Linked DNA regions of Mus musculus: region 1 is linked to region 2. The links are chromatin contacts, called in public Hi-C maps. All regions are on one chromosome and are shown on one strand. The core of a region is the stretch at or near the end of the contact, and the rest is flanking DNA. Distances in the headings are between cores, read along the strand shown.

Evidence for each region. A called contact is a pair of places that touch in the nucleus more often than the background predicts.
Region 1: a Hi-C map of bone marrow-derived macrophages shows a contact between it and region 2, with 4 times the contacts expected there. The contact joins two enhancer-like sites. A contact is called at or near these places in 1 of 15 datasets of contacts at CTCF or cohesin (the NIH/3T3 cell line), 7 of 484 Hi-C or Micro-C datasets (Th1 cells, bone marrow-derived macrophages, cerebral cortex and 3 more), 3 of 115 datasets of contacts at active chromatin or transcription factors (SST interneurons, bone marrow-derived dendritic cells and fibro-adipogenic progenitors) and 1 of 9 other capture datasets (embryonic stem cells).

What each region holds. Positions count from the first base shown.
Region 1 is chr13:110,965,239-110,971,862 of GRCm38.p6, forward strand. No RefSeq gene overlaps it. Among named protein-coding and RNA genes, the nearest start is that of 4930526H09Rik, 65 kb to the left of the region's middle. Within about 2 kb of position 2,978, at least 130 of the 459 cell types and tissues checked have an H3K27ac peak or open chromatin away from gene starts, as enhancers often do. A contact at or near this core is called in bone marrow-derived macrophages, where this site is marked.
Region 2 is chr13:110,794,268-110,800,630 of GRCm38.p6, forward strand. No RefSeq gene overlaps it. Among named protein-coding and RNA genes, the nearest start is that of Gm38397, 110 kb to the right of the region's middle. Within about 2 kb of position 3,869, at least 11 of the 459 cell types and tissues checked have an H3K27ac peak or open chromatin away from gene starts, as enhancers often do. A contact at or near this core is called in bone marrow-derived macrophages, where this site is marked.

The sequences.
Region 1 (6,624 bases), core at 1,728-4,227, 170 kb after region 2:
GAGCTCCAAATAAATTCAAAATGCATTTAGTAGAATGTAATTCCTCTTCTCATTTAAACCCAGGAGGGCTTCAAGGAAAACACAATTCAAGTGTTTCTTGAATTTATTGTTTTACACTTGAGTCAGCCAAATGTGATTTGAAAACAGATGCTTGATATAAAAAAACCAAAAACCAAAAAAAACCAAACAACAAAAACAAAAATATAAACCTTTAAATGAATGTTGTTAGGTTTCCTTGGTGTTCTCTCTCTCTCTCTCTCTCTCTCTCTCTCTCTCTCCCTTCCTTCCTTCTTTCCTTCCTTCCTTTCTTAAAAGAGGAAGAAAGGAGTCTAATATAAACTTTCTTAAAATTCTCTAACTACAACCAGAAAATTAAGCCACAAATATACTGACCCTAGTGCTTTTCTTTGTTTGGCCACATGTCACGTTGTCTTGTATATTTGAAGGGTTTTATTGCTGTGAAAATACACCACAACCATGGTGACTCTCATAAAGGAAAACAACTAATTGGGGCTGGTTTACAGTTTCAGAGGTTCAGTCCATTGTGGTGGGAAACATGGCAGCATGCAGGCAGATATGGCGCTGAGAGTTCTACATCTTAATCTGAAAGCAGCTAGGAGCCTGAATATGTTTCACACTGGGAGTAGCTTGAACATTTAAGACCTCATGTCTGCCTCAACAGTGACACATTTCCTATAGCAAGGCCACACTCCTCTAATAAAGCCAAACCTTCTAATAGTGCCACTCCCTATGGCCAAGGATTCAAACACATGAATCTCTGGGACTATACCTAGCCAAACCACCACAACCACAGAAAACATCTTCATGCTGAATAGACAGCTCTAGTTTGGACACTGAGAGGAGGGAAAAGTTGAGTTCCTGGTCACATGTTACAGATGCTCATTTTAAAACATCATAGTAAAAATAAACGTACTCTTAAAGAAGCAAAACATGAAATCTGAGATCATGGATTCGATTACTAATCCTACTTTACATGCTGAGTAAATATAGCAATTCACTCACCTGCCCAAGCACCAGTTTTCTCATTTGATCAACGTGGATAACAATACCTATCTTGCAGGCTACGAACAGGCCGTTCTGGAGATTGCTATCAACCCCTTCTATGTATATATCTCCCTTTTGTCCATCTGGGAAATAAAACATGAAACAATATGTCTGCTGCAGATACTCTTTTCCTAGACCTGATATTAGTGATAACCGTTGCGAACAATTAAAAAAATGTTTTAAAAATTCTTTTAAAAAGAAGAAACATGTTTGCTCTTCCTTAAATGATCTTAGGGTAGGCATCAGCTTTAAAATGAATCTGGAAGTAGTTTACCTTTGGTCCTTTTATGCATACACACACACATGCACACACATGCATACCTACACACACAGGTTTACCTAGAGCCATACAAGAGGCAACAAAGAAAAAAAATCCCAAGAAGGCTCTCCATTTACACAAATGTAAAAGTCAAGGGACAACCTTGTTGAGCCAAAATATTGCACAGTTTTCTGTCATTCTCTCTTGGGTTGCATCTGTGTTAAAAAGATTCTCCCCAAAAGTGGCAAGGGGCACCCTTTCCTGAATTCCCAGCTCTTGTCAGGAATAACAAATTTCTAAAGAACTAAATTAAAAAGAAAGTTCAAAAAGGAAATCTCTCTTCTAGTCTTTCTTATTGCACAGTACAAATGGCTAAGGACTCCAAGGGAGACCACCATAAACTCTGTAGAACAAAGTGTAGTATTTCACTGTGAATTAGCCTGTTAAAAAAAATGTTACAAAGCAGAGCTCATTGTTTTAGGATTTACTGTTCCACACATCCTAAAGATATGATAAGAAACTATGAAGTCAGCACTGTAGCTATTGAGACAGCGAGAGCAGACAAGCTCCATCCAGAAACAAATAGATTTCCTACAGACCTGTGATCTTGCTTATCTAAGAGGAAGGTTTTGTTTGCTTGTCAATCAAGCAGAGCAGATCTTCTGGGCGCGCGGCCACACCTTGGACTGGGGAAGCTCAGGAAGGAAGGAATGTGGGAAGGAAGAGGGGAGAGGCCATTTCCTGATGGGTCAGCTGCTGGCAAGTGTCTGGACCCTGGGAAAGCTGTGGTGTAAGCCTTCCTCTCCTTGGAGAGCAAGCAGAGCAGCAGGAACAATGGTGTGAAACTCTGCCGGTAACTCCCAGGTCACGCCTGGAGCAGCATGGTCCACCGGCAGCAGGTTATGCCTCAACATGTCCTGGACTCTCGGCAGCCTGCTGTTTAAACCTCCCTGTGCAATCCCTCTGCCAACATGAAGCATATTCTCAAGGCAATTTCTCTCCAAGGGAGACAAAGAGCATCTAGCACTGGGTTAACTGAAAAGCCATGGCATGGGAGAAAAGGCCTTCTAAGACTCTCAGACTGCCAATCCCAGAGATCTTGACTGACAGTTCTTATGTTTTAACATCCCAAGTGATCTTTTTATGTTCAGTTTCTGATTAATCTGCAGAGCATCCTCCTGTGTTAGGCTACTCAGGATCTGTAGAATGAGTTAAAAGACACCATTCCCTGCTCCAGGCTTGGTCTCCCCACGCTCTGAAAGGGCTGTGCCAAGGAAACTTACTTCTACTGTTAATGTCTCAGCTAAAAGGTGCTTAATCATTGTAAGAATTTCTTAGCTGGGCGTGGTGGGTACATGCATATAATTCCAACATGTGGGAGGTGGGGGCGGGGCCATCAGGAATTTGAGGTTATCCTGAACAACATAGTGAGTTCATGTCCAACCTAGAATACAAAGTACAAAATCTGAAGAAAAACGAAACAAAACTACAAAAATGAAAACAAGGACCAGCTGGGTTGGTGCAGAGGAAAGCCAAGATAAACCAAGAAAAAAAAAAATAAAACACATCAATTTAAAAATACCTTATTCAATATTCAAGACAAGATTTCCTACTGTTCCTAGTCTAAGAGACTAGTTTAGGGTAATCTCTTTCCCTCCCTTCCTCTTTCACACAGTGTAAGCAGGGCATTTGGCTCCTCCCTAGCACAGTGCAAGCCTCCATGTTCTTTAAATCTGGTACATTCCTGCCCTCTAGAGGACAGAGTTCCAATCACTGCTAGGATCAAACAGTTGCTTTGTGGAGACTGAATTGTCAAATTCATAGCCGTGAAGTACTCTTGGCTCACACAGGCACAACAGCTTTCAAAAAAATAATCTTTCTTCAGGTGATTCCCAGGCATCAAATTTACCTAAAGGTCATTTTTCTTATAAACAGGAGTAGTTCGTTGTTGGTGAAAATGTAATACCATATGGATTTATTTCTCTGTTTTTCCTACACGTGCTTAAATTGGCCAAAACAGTGGCAATGAGCTTAAGCCAATGTCTTTGGAGCTTCTCCCTAATCCTCACCCCTCAGTTCTCAACACAGGAGTCCAAGAGCGCCAGGAAGATCATCCAAAGAAGTCATTCTTCAATCCCTTTAAGCCGATGGGGCTTTGCACTTCCCGGGCAGGATTGAAGCAGCCAGACACATGCTGTCGCCTTCTCCTCCACTAGGAGAACTTCCTAGCAGAGCCAAGAGGGCCAAGTGACGTTCTCCAAGTGACGTTCTCCAGGCCACAGAGTTGGATTGAGGCATATGGTGCAATGGAACCCAAACTGCTGATAATGTTTTTAAGCCTGTGGCATCAGTTTTCTATTCAAAGACCAAGCCAGAGGTTTGCGTTATTTTATTTTTAGTTACATAGACACCAGGCTATTTATCACCAGGGACAGAAGTGAATCTAGCACTGCCCCCTGTGTGGTGGTTTGAATGAAAAGGGCCTCCATAGGTGCAGAGGGAGTGGTACTATTAGGAGGCATGGCCTTGTTGAGGAGGTGTGCCACACTGGAGGTAGCTTCGAAGTTTCAAATGCTCAAGCCAAACCCAGTGTCTCTTTCTCTTCCTGGTGCTTTCAGATCCAGATGTAGAACTCTCAGCTACTTCCCCAGCACCACACCTGCCCAGATGCTGCCATGCTTCCTGCCATGATGAAAATGGACTTAACCTAGAAACTGTAAGGCAGCCCCAATTAAATGTTTTCCTTTATAAGAGTTGGGTAGTCATAGAGTCTCGTCACAGCAATTGTCACTCTCCAACATGTGTCTATTTCAGACTAGGTCATGGCACCATTGGATATGGTGATCTTCCTGGTTACAGTCATCTATATTCTGGAACCTTGGAAAGTGTTTGTGATGCTGGCTGTCCTTTTATAACAACTTTCTGGCCTTTGTTCTCTTCCGTTTATGAATAAGAAACTAAGGAATATCACTAGACCAGGCCATAGAGCATACAACTGTAAGATCTCTTCTGCTCTAAAATGTGTCATTTCTGTTTCATCACGAAGTTTCTAACAAAGAAAAGAGCACTAGATCGATGCATAAATTACTTCATCTATTTGCTTTTAAAATAAGATGGGAACTGACATGCCTTAGGCTTCATACTTCACCGGCAGAGCTAGGGCTAATAGGGATTCTTAATTTCAAGCCAGTCACTGTACAAAGTCTATTATAGCTCCTTTCTCATCCTCCTCCCCTGACACACACACCAGCTGCAGAGGTCCACCGTGAAATCACCATACACATCAGAAAGATGTTGTCTTTGACAGTTCCTTCCTTGCTCTCTCCACTTAATCATCTTCAATGCTGCATCTTTCTAGGGTGTGCAGATGGCTACCAACTCCAGTCCCCCAAACCTGCCTCACAGTTATGTCTGACTTAGTGGGCCCTTATCTATATCCAGGTTGGAATGAAACTTTGATTTCCCAGGGCACAAGACAAAGTATGTCAATAATGAGGAGAGCAGCTGGACCTAAGACTCAATATTTGAAGGACTATGGGAAAGATTTGAAAACCAGAGTCTGTCTAGAATTGGAAATTTTCTACTTTTCTAAAAACCCACTCAAATGACTGTTGGGGGAAGCCCGGATGATTTCTCAGCAAGTTGGTTTCTGCTTCTAACGTCATGTTCAAGTTCTCGTCTGATTATGACTTACTAGAAGGTGACTTTAAAATGGCATATGGGTTAAATTGTACTTCTCTACTCATGGTGAAAGGATGGAAAGGAAAGAATGCAAAACTGTACAACCCACGTACCACATGGGTGTGGTTATTTAATCTATAATTTTTTCTCTTTATCCACTTTCTACTGCACACTCATGCTCAATCCAGCAAGTTTAGGCTTCTCAGTCAGGTGCCAGCTTCCAGGAATATGTGAGCAGCTCCAGCAGAAATTCAGAAACAAAGCTGGGGATGAGTACAGTTGCACAGGCCTATAGCCTATCACACAGGAGTTAGAGGCTGGAAGATCAAGAATTCAAGGCCATCTCCAGCTACATAGTAGATGCAAGGCCAGCCTGAGCTCAAAAAGATCAAGAGTTCAAGGTCACCTTCGGCTACATAGAGCTGTGAGCTCTATGAAATCTTGTCTCAAAAAAGAAATACTTAGAAAAAAAGGTGGCTTGAGGGTTAGCCAGAGAATTCACCAGTCTCCATTAGCAGTTAGCACTGGACTCCACTGTCAGGGTTAATGACAGTTTTCAGTGTCTCATCATTGAAGTCCAGGAAAGGGAACTGTGGAAACCACGAGGGTTTTCTTCGCTAGCGTTTCAAAGTGTCCTTCATTCTTAGAAATCAGGAGTTTCCTATCTGGCCTCAAGAACGGAACAATCTTTCTAGTTTGGCCTTTGGGAACTATTACCAAAAATCAGTTAGAAAAATTTCCCTTTCAATTGGCCAGTGATCTAGAGTGTTAGTGGTCCCTGTAACAGTAGGAGATAGATGTGTGTCACAGATGGTTGCCCAGCTGTAGGGCTGTGGAGGAGCAGTGAAGAGGGAATTAAAGGTTTTCTCCTCAGTTATGACAGCTGGTCCTACCTTGTTCCAATACTGGGCAGCTGATGTATATTATAGCAAGAACTAATTAGAAAGTCCTCTTCAACCTTCTCTACCCATTGGCCATGGTGAAGCTGTTAATGACAGATCTGCAGAAAGGCTTCCTATTAGACACTTATCCATGGCATTTTTTGGAGTTTTGTTTTTCACCTTTTTCTAGTTCTGCTCCTGGATGAATGGTTTGTGTGGTGTTATTGGGTGTATTCAAAATTCAGCTTGTCTCACTAATTACATTGAGGTTGTACAGACCATTGTCCAATTTACCACTGTTCCCTAAAACCTCTTCCTTCTCAGCCAGCAGACACATAATAACGATTAAAAGCAGAGGGAAAGGGAGCCTGCAGCTAGAAAATGTAGCAGGCTACAAAATGTGGAGCAGAAAAGAAGCACTTAAATGTTCTTGATGCAATTGTCTGGATAGATATAAAAAGCAATATTTAATATTTATCTAACTTCTCCTGCAGGCAAAGCTGACAAAATCAGTCTTCTAAGACAATATTGTGTGGGAAACTAATTCAGGAGGAAGCTGTAGTCTAGTTTACAGAGGCAGTCTTGGTTTTATGTATCAAATAATAAGGACTTGGAGGGGGGGAGGTCCAACAACAGTACAGAATTGTAGGGAACTATAGACCAGAGGAGAGGAGAGAAGAGAAGGGAGGGGAGAAGAGAGGGAGGGGAGGGTTGGGGAGGGGAGGGAGGGAAAAGGGG
Region 2 (6,363 bases), core at 2,619-5,118:
GAAAAGAAGCACACAACACACACACACACACACACACACACACACACACACACACACACACCAAAACACACAACAATAACCACTAAAATCAAAATAATGAGAATTAACAATCATTGGTCATTAACACCTTTCAATATTAATGGACTTAATTCCCCAATAAAAAGACACAGGGTAACAGTATGGATGCAAAGACAGGATCCATCATTCTGCAGCATATGAGAAATATACCTCAGGAAGAACGTTAGAAGCTACCTTAGAGAAAGAACTGAAGGAGCTGAAGGGGTTTGCAGCCCCATAGAAAGAACAACAATATCAACCAACCAGACACCTTCCCCCAGAGCTCCCAGGGACTAAACCACCAATCAGAGTACACATAGAGGGACCCACAGCTCCAGCCACATATGTAGCAGAGAATGCCCTTGTGGGGAACCGATGAGAGAAGAGGCCCTTGGTCATTTGAAGGTTTGATGCCCCAGTGTAGGGGAATGCTATGGTGGGAAGGTGGGAGCAGGCAGGTAAGTGGAGGAACACCCTCATAGAAGCAGGGGAGGGAGGATGGGATAGGGAGTTTCCAGGGGGAACCTGGAAAGGGGATAAAGTGTGAAATATAAATAAAGAAAATATTCAATAAAATTCTTTTTAAAAAAAATTTAAAAGAGAGAGAGAGAGAGCCAGAAAACAAGTTTTCCAAGCAAATGGACCCAAGAGACAAGCTGGAGTAGCTATTCTAATACATAATAAAATTTCATTTTCAACCAAAAGTAATTAAAAGAGATAAGGAAGGATACTACATTATAATGAAAGGAAAAATCCACAATGATGACATCTTAATTCTGAACATCTATGCCCCAAATGAAAGGGTACCTACATTCATAAAAGAAACATTACTAACGCTTAAGTCACACATTAAACCCCACATATTAATAGTGGGAGAGTTCAGCACAATACTCTAACTAATGTTAGAGAAGATGTGGAGCAAGGACAATGTTCCTCTATTGCTGGTAGAAGTACAAACTTCCACCACTTTGGAAATAAATTTGGTGATTTCATAGAAAATTGGGAATAGACCCAGCTATACATATACACAAAAGATGCTCCACCATATCACAAGGACACTTTTTCAATTAAGTTTATAGCAGCCTAATTCATAATAGGCAGAAACTGGAAACAATCTAAATGTCCCTCAACCAAAGAATGGACAAAGAAAACATGATTCATTTATACAACAAAATACTACTCAGATATACCTTTAAAAAGAACATCATGAAATCTGCAGGCAAATGGATGGAACTAGAAAATACCATCCTGAGTGAGGTAACCTAGATTCAAAAGGAAATATATACAGTTATAAATGGATATTATCCATAGAGAATAGGATACTCATGCTAAAATCTACATACTCAAGTAAACTAGGTAATAAGGAGGACCGAAAGAGGGTTCATGAATCTCACTCAAAAGGGGAAATAAAACTGACATCAGGGGTGGAGGGGAGGGGGAGGGAGGGAGAGTAGGAGAAGGGTGGAGAGGAGATTAGAGGTCAGGATTAGGTGTACAGAGGGGAGAGGGCTGGGAGAAAGAATAGAAATCTGTGGCAGGACTGTATCTCTGTGATGGGGGAAGGTGCTGGGAGTCTATGGGACCTAGCTAAGACTCCTAACACCTGCGTATATGGAGCCTGAAGTGGCCACTTGCTGAAGCCAAACAGGTCTTCCAGTGGAGGGAGAAGGACATCAATCCACCCAAAAAAACCTTCATCTCAAAATTTGTCCTGCCTAAAAGATATGCAGGAATAAAGATGGAGCAGAAATTTAGGGAATGGCCAACGAATGACTAGCCCACTTGCGATCCGTCCCACGGGAGAGAGCCCATCATTGACCCTGTTAATGATACTCTGTTATGCTTGCAGACGGGAGCCTAGCATAACTGTCTTCTGAGGCTTCATCTAGCAGCTGATGGAAACAGATACAGAGACTTTCTGACAAACATTAGGAGGAGTTTAGAAAGTCTTGTGGAAGAGTGTGGGGTGCGGGGGAGGTGTTGAGTGAGCCGGAGGGGTCAAGGACACCATAAAAAGACCTACAGAGTAAACTAACCTGGGCTCATGAGAGTTCACAAAGACTGAACCACCAACCAAAGAGCATGTATGGGCTGGACCTAGGCCCTTACATACTTGTAACAGATGTGCAGCTTGGTCTTCATGTGGTTCCTTTAACAGTTCGAGGGGAGCTGTCTTGGACTCTGTGGCCTGCCATTGGTCCCCTTTCCCCTTGTTGGACTGCCTTGTCTGGCATCAGTGGGAGAGGTTGCCCTTAATCCTGTTGTGTGACTTGATGTGCTAGCATGGATTGGTACCTATGAGGGGTCGCCTTCTCTGAAGAGAAAGGTAGAGGGAATGGGGAAGGGAGATATAAAGGTGGGACTGGGAAGAGAGCAGGGGGCTTGTGGTTAGAATGTAAGTGAATAAATAAATTAATGAAAAAGAAGGTATTTTGATTATATACTCTCCTTTATTATCATTCTTAGTTGACAAATTAAATTGATTCTAACTATGTTATGTTTCCTGTATTTTTTTTTATTTTCAGGACTACCATCATATTTAGAATCTCATCTTGATTCAGTATAGGTTGACAATCACTTAATAGCTATTTATTACATATCAGACATGTACCAAGATTTTGGAATATTGAAATAAAATATAAACAAGTATTTTGACCAATTTCTGTATCCTTTAGTGAGGTACGAATTGAGCCATCCTATTAGTATTTTAAATAGAACTGAGAATAAGAACTTGTCAAATACAAATATTCGAGACACCAAATTTACAAAACAGATTTCACCTGCAGCTTGACACTAGTGATAGTTTCATTCAGATAACTCTTTTTGTTACATGACAATGTGTTAAATACCTCAGAGCACATATTATGTCACCTATTGTCCCCGATTATTAGGTACCAGTGCCATGTTGCCACTTGATAAGACAACCAACATTCAGACACCCCATGTTCCCTGAAGAGGCATTTACCATCTTGACACGCCCTCCTGAAAGATGGCAACTGTTTCTTCTTCATACCTCATAATGGTCAATTATATCTTTTGCTGGTGAGTTATTTTCCCAATATACTCTACATATTCGTAACACTTCTCTGAAATCCACTAAAGATGACCCACTACTCAATAAATAAAGGTCAAACAACAACAAAAGGGAGAACATTCAAATTCTAAAGGAGAACGAACAAGAAAAAATAAAAACAAAAGATGTGGAGTTTTTAGAAACTTTTGAAAGAGACATAAATTCACCCTTGTCGCATGATCAAACCCACTAGGCAAGAGCTTGAGGGTGAAGACGGACAATTGGGCAGTAATTCGTCAAGAGCAAACCAACTCTGCTGCCACACTGCTGTGACCTTACACTTTGTGTGGCTTGTGTCTTGATCATGACATCATTTGAATATTCACCAAACAAATCATATTTCCTGAAGCAAAGTGACAGCAATAAGAAACCCTACGTTCCATCCCTAGCACACAATAAAAGCAATTTAGACTTTCAATGCCTCTGCTACTTATTCATGTCCTAAATGAACACGGCAGCCTGAATCACCTTCACAGTCAAACAATGGCAGATTCATTACTTCCAGCATTTTTTATTTGCGAATATGAATCCCATTTTCATTAAAAGTAATATGAAAAAAAATGCCACATTTGGCATTTAAAAAAGTTCAGCACTTAAATTAACAAACTAAATCAGGAGGCAACTGACAATTTTAAGGCAGGAAAATCTCTAGTATCTCACAATGCTTACGGGACTCATGTAGATGTTTTTTCAGGCTTGGGGAAGAGTCCTAAGAATTACAGTAAGCCACACACTCATAAAGAAACTTATGATACTGCTTTAAGATAATAGAAAGGAGAAGTGATTTGTTCATTTAGACATGATGTAGGAATTCGGGTACTGTGCTTTCTCCCTTTTAGGGTCTTGCCATTTACAGGTGCACGGAGGAAACCCATGGCAGAAACCACAGAGACGAATGAATGGCCCTCCTGAGTAATTATTTAAGACGTGATGGTTATTTAGCTTAGACACAAAGGGACTGCCTTCATCTATCTGAGTGAGGGTGAGTGACTCATGGGTTCCCCTTCTTCCTGGGCCTGAAAAGGAGGAAATAGGGGGAAGGGGGTTAGTTATGAGGCAGGAATATCAGCCCGTGAATGCTGAGATGTGGCAGGAAGGCGTGGGCTGACTGTGCCAAGGAGCCGCACTTCAGGAAGGAAGCCTTCCCTCACTCAGCACGTTTATCACAGGAAGCCAGATGACTGTCCTGAGCTCTTTTCCCAACCCATCCATCCTTGGAAGAGGCTGCTCGTTTAGGGTAAAGTTCTTTATCAGGACCTGCGCCTGCCCCCTACTCCTTAACACTAACATACAAAGCTACCTATTGTCCATGTAATTTGTGTATCAGAGAATGATTAAAATTTCATTAGTGACTGTCCGGTCTTAATAACCTTCCCTCTCTGAGCTAGCTGGCCAAATAAAATTAACCACCAGGGGTAAGTCAGAATCAAACTTCCCTTTGAAGGATATTCCATAAATGTAGCTGTTCATCTGGAATACATCTAGTGAGCTTTTGATTTCTGTTTTGAGAATTCAGTTGTTACTAGGAAACTATCTCATCTCCTGAACAAATCTTACACGGGTAGATGGTTTCATAGAACATGGGATTCAAGGCAGAGAAAAACAAAGGCTGGGAGCAGCAGACATCTAGCTGTCATCATCAGGGCTACAGACTGTTCTTTTGGATTCTGGAGGACAGCATGATGTGACAGTGTCCCCTCCCACTTGTCATCGCTGCCTCCATGTTGATGCTGAACATATGGCCTTTAAGGGGGGAACCTGCTTTATCTGAAAACTTTCCTTTATGTCCCCAAAGAACAGCGTGTCTTAAAGAGACAAAAAGAAAGATCCATTAAGTGGTAGTACTCCAAACCATTTTGTTCAATGTTCAAAAACTTGACACACGAAGCATTATAGTTTAACTAACCTAGAATTAACTTTTGGTTAGCAGCAGGTTGTTCTTGCCCTTTTTAGGTTTGGTTGGCTTTGGTTTTGGAGGAGCTGCAATTAACTAGTCAGGCTAACTATCAATCACTCCAAGTAAATCACCGAGTCCTTGGATATGAAGTTATCCTGTTGATCAAAGAACAATTTTAGAATCATTGGCTCATCCCTCCCCACACTCTTCTGCCCTTCTTCCCTTTCTCTGTTCTCTTTTGGTGATTATGTACAAATGTGTCTACAGGGCAGTGGGGAGGAAAGAGCATTAAGTATTCACTTAACTAAATGAACTTCCCAGGTTGATGGGAACCTATAGGGCAGTGGGGAGGAGAGAGCATTAAGAGCATTAAGTATTCACTTAACTAAATAAACTTCCCCATGCTATGTGGGAAGCAGGAGCTTGGTTTAAACAAAAGATCACAAAATGAATGAGAAACAATGATTGGTCCTTAAGCAGCTGAGAAGCAAAAGTTAACTCTCACCTCCTTTAAGATTCTAGAGATGAGCATAGGGTGTAATCACAGAGAGTCACATGCAAGGTTTGCATAACAATTATACAAGGTGAAGAGTGAAAGCTGAGAGGTTGGAAAGGTTGGAGAATCAGCACAGAGAAATTATTTTGAAAGTAGTAACCCTTGTCTCTGAACTGATAATTCAGTCTTTGATCCAGAGCTCAAAGCTAATTGTTATGAACCAAAAGAAGAGTTTAATGCAAAATGAAATGAAGTGAATAACAATAGCAGCTTCACTTCTATGGACAAGGTGAAAACCTGCTCCATGGAAATTGCCATGAGCATCTCCTGGTCATAGGTTTTGACATTACGTGAGGAATTGCCTGCAGAATCTGAGGCACATCAGTATAATAAGAGCCATGATGTAGAGACAAGGACAAACCCAGGGAGGGGAAGTTGATGGTCTTGAGAGAAATCCTTGACACTGTAGAGAACTCATTTCTCATTCTCAGAGGTTTTGCTCAGACAGGAGGGAAATTAGTGTCTATAAACTGCAAATTTGAAACAGTTGAAAAAATTGTATAATGAATATATGTCTTTGTTCCAGTGATGGGACTTCAGAGATTCCCCATTTATTTACAGACTTGCATCTATGATTTCCATTTATAAACTCCCTCTGGCTTCTGAAATAGATGCAACCAAATGATTTCATATGAAATATTTCACCATATAGCTCCAGAACTAACACTTAAAAACTAATATATAGTAATATATATTAATTACTATGTATATTAATACAATGGCTGATGAACTGGCCCAGCAGTTAAGAGTACTTGCTACTCTGGCAGAGTACCTGGGTTC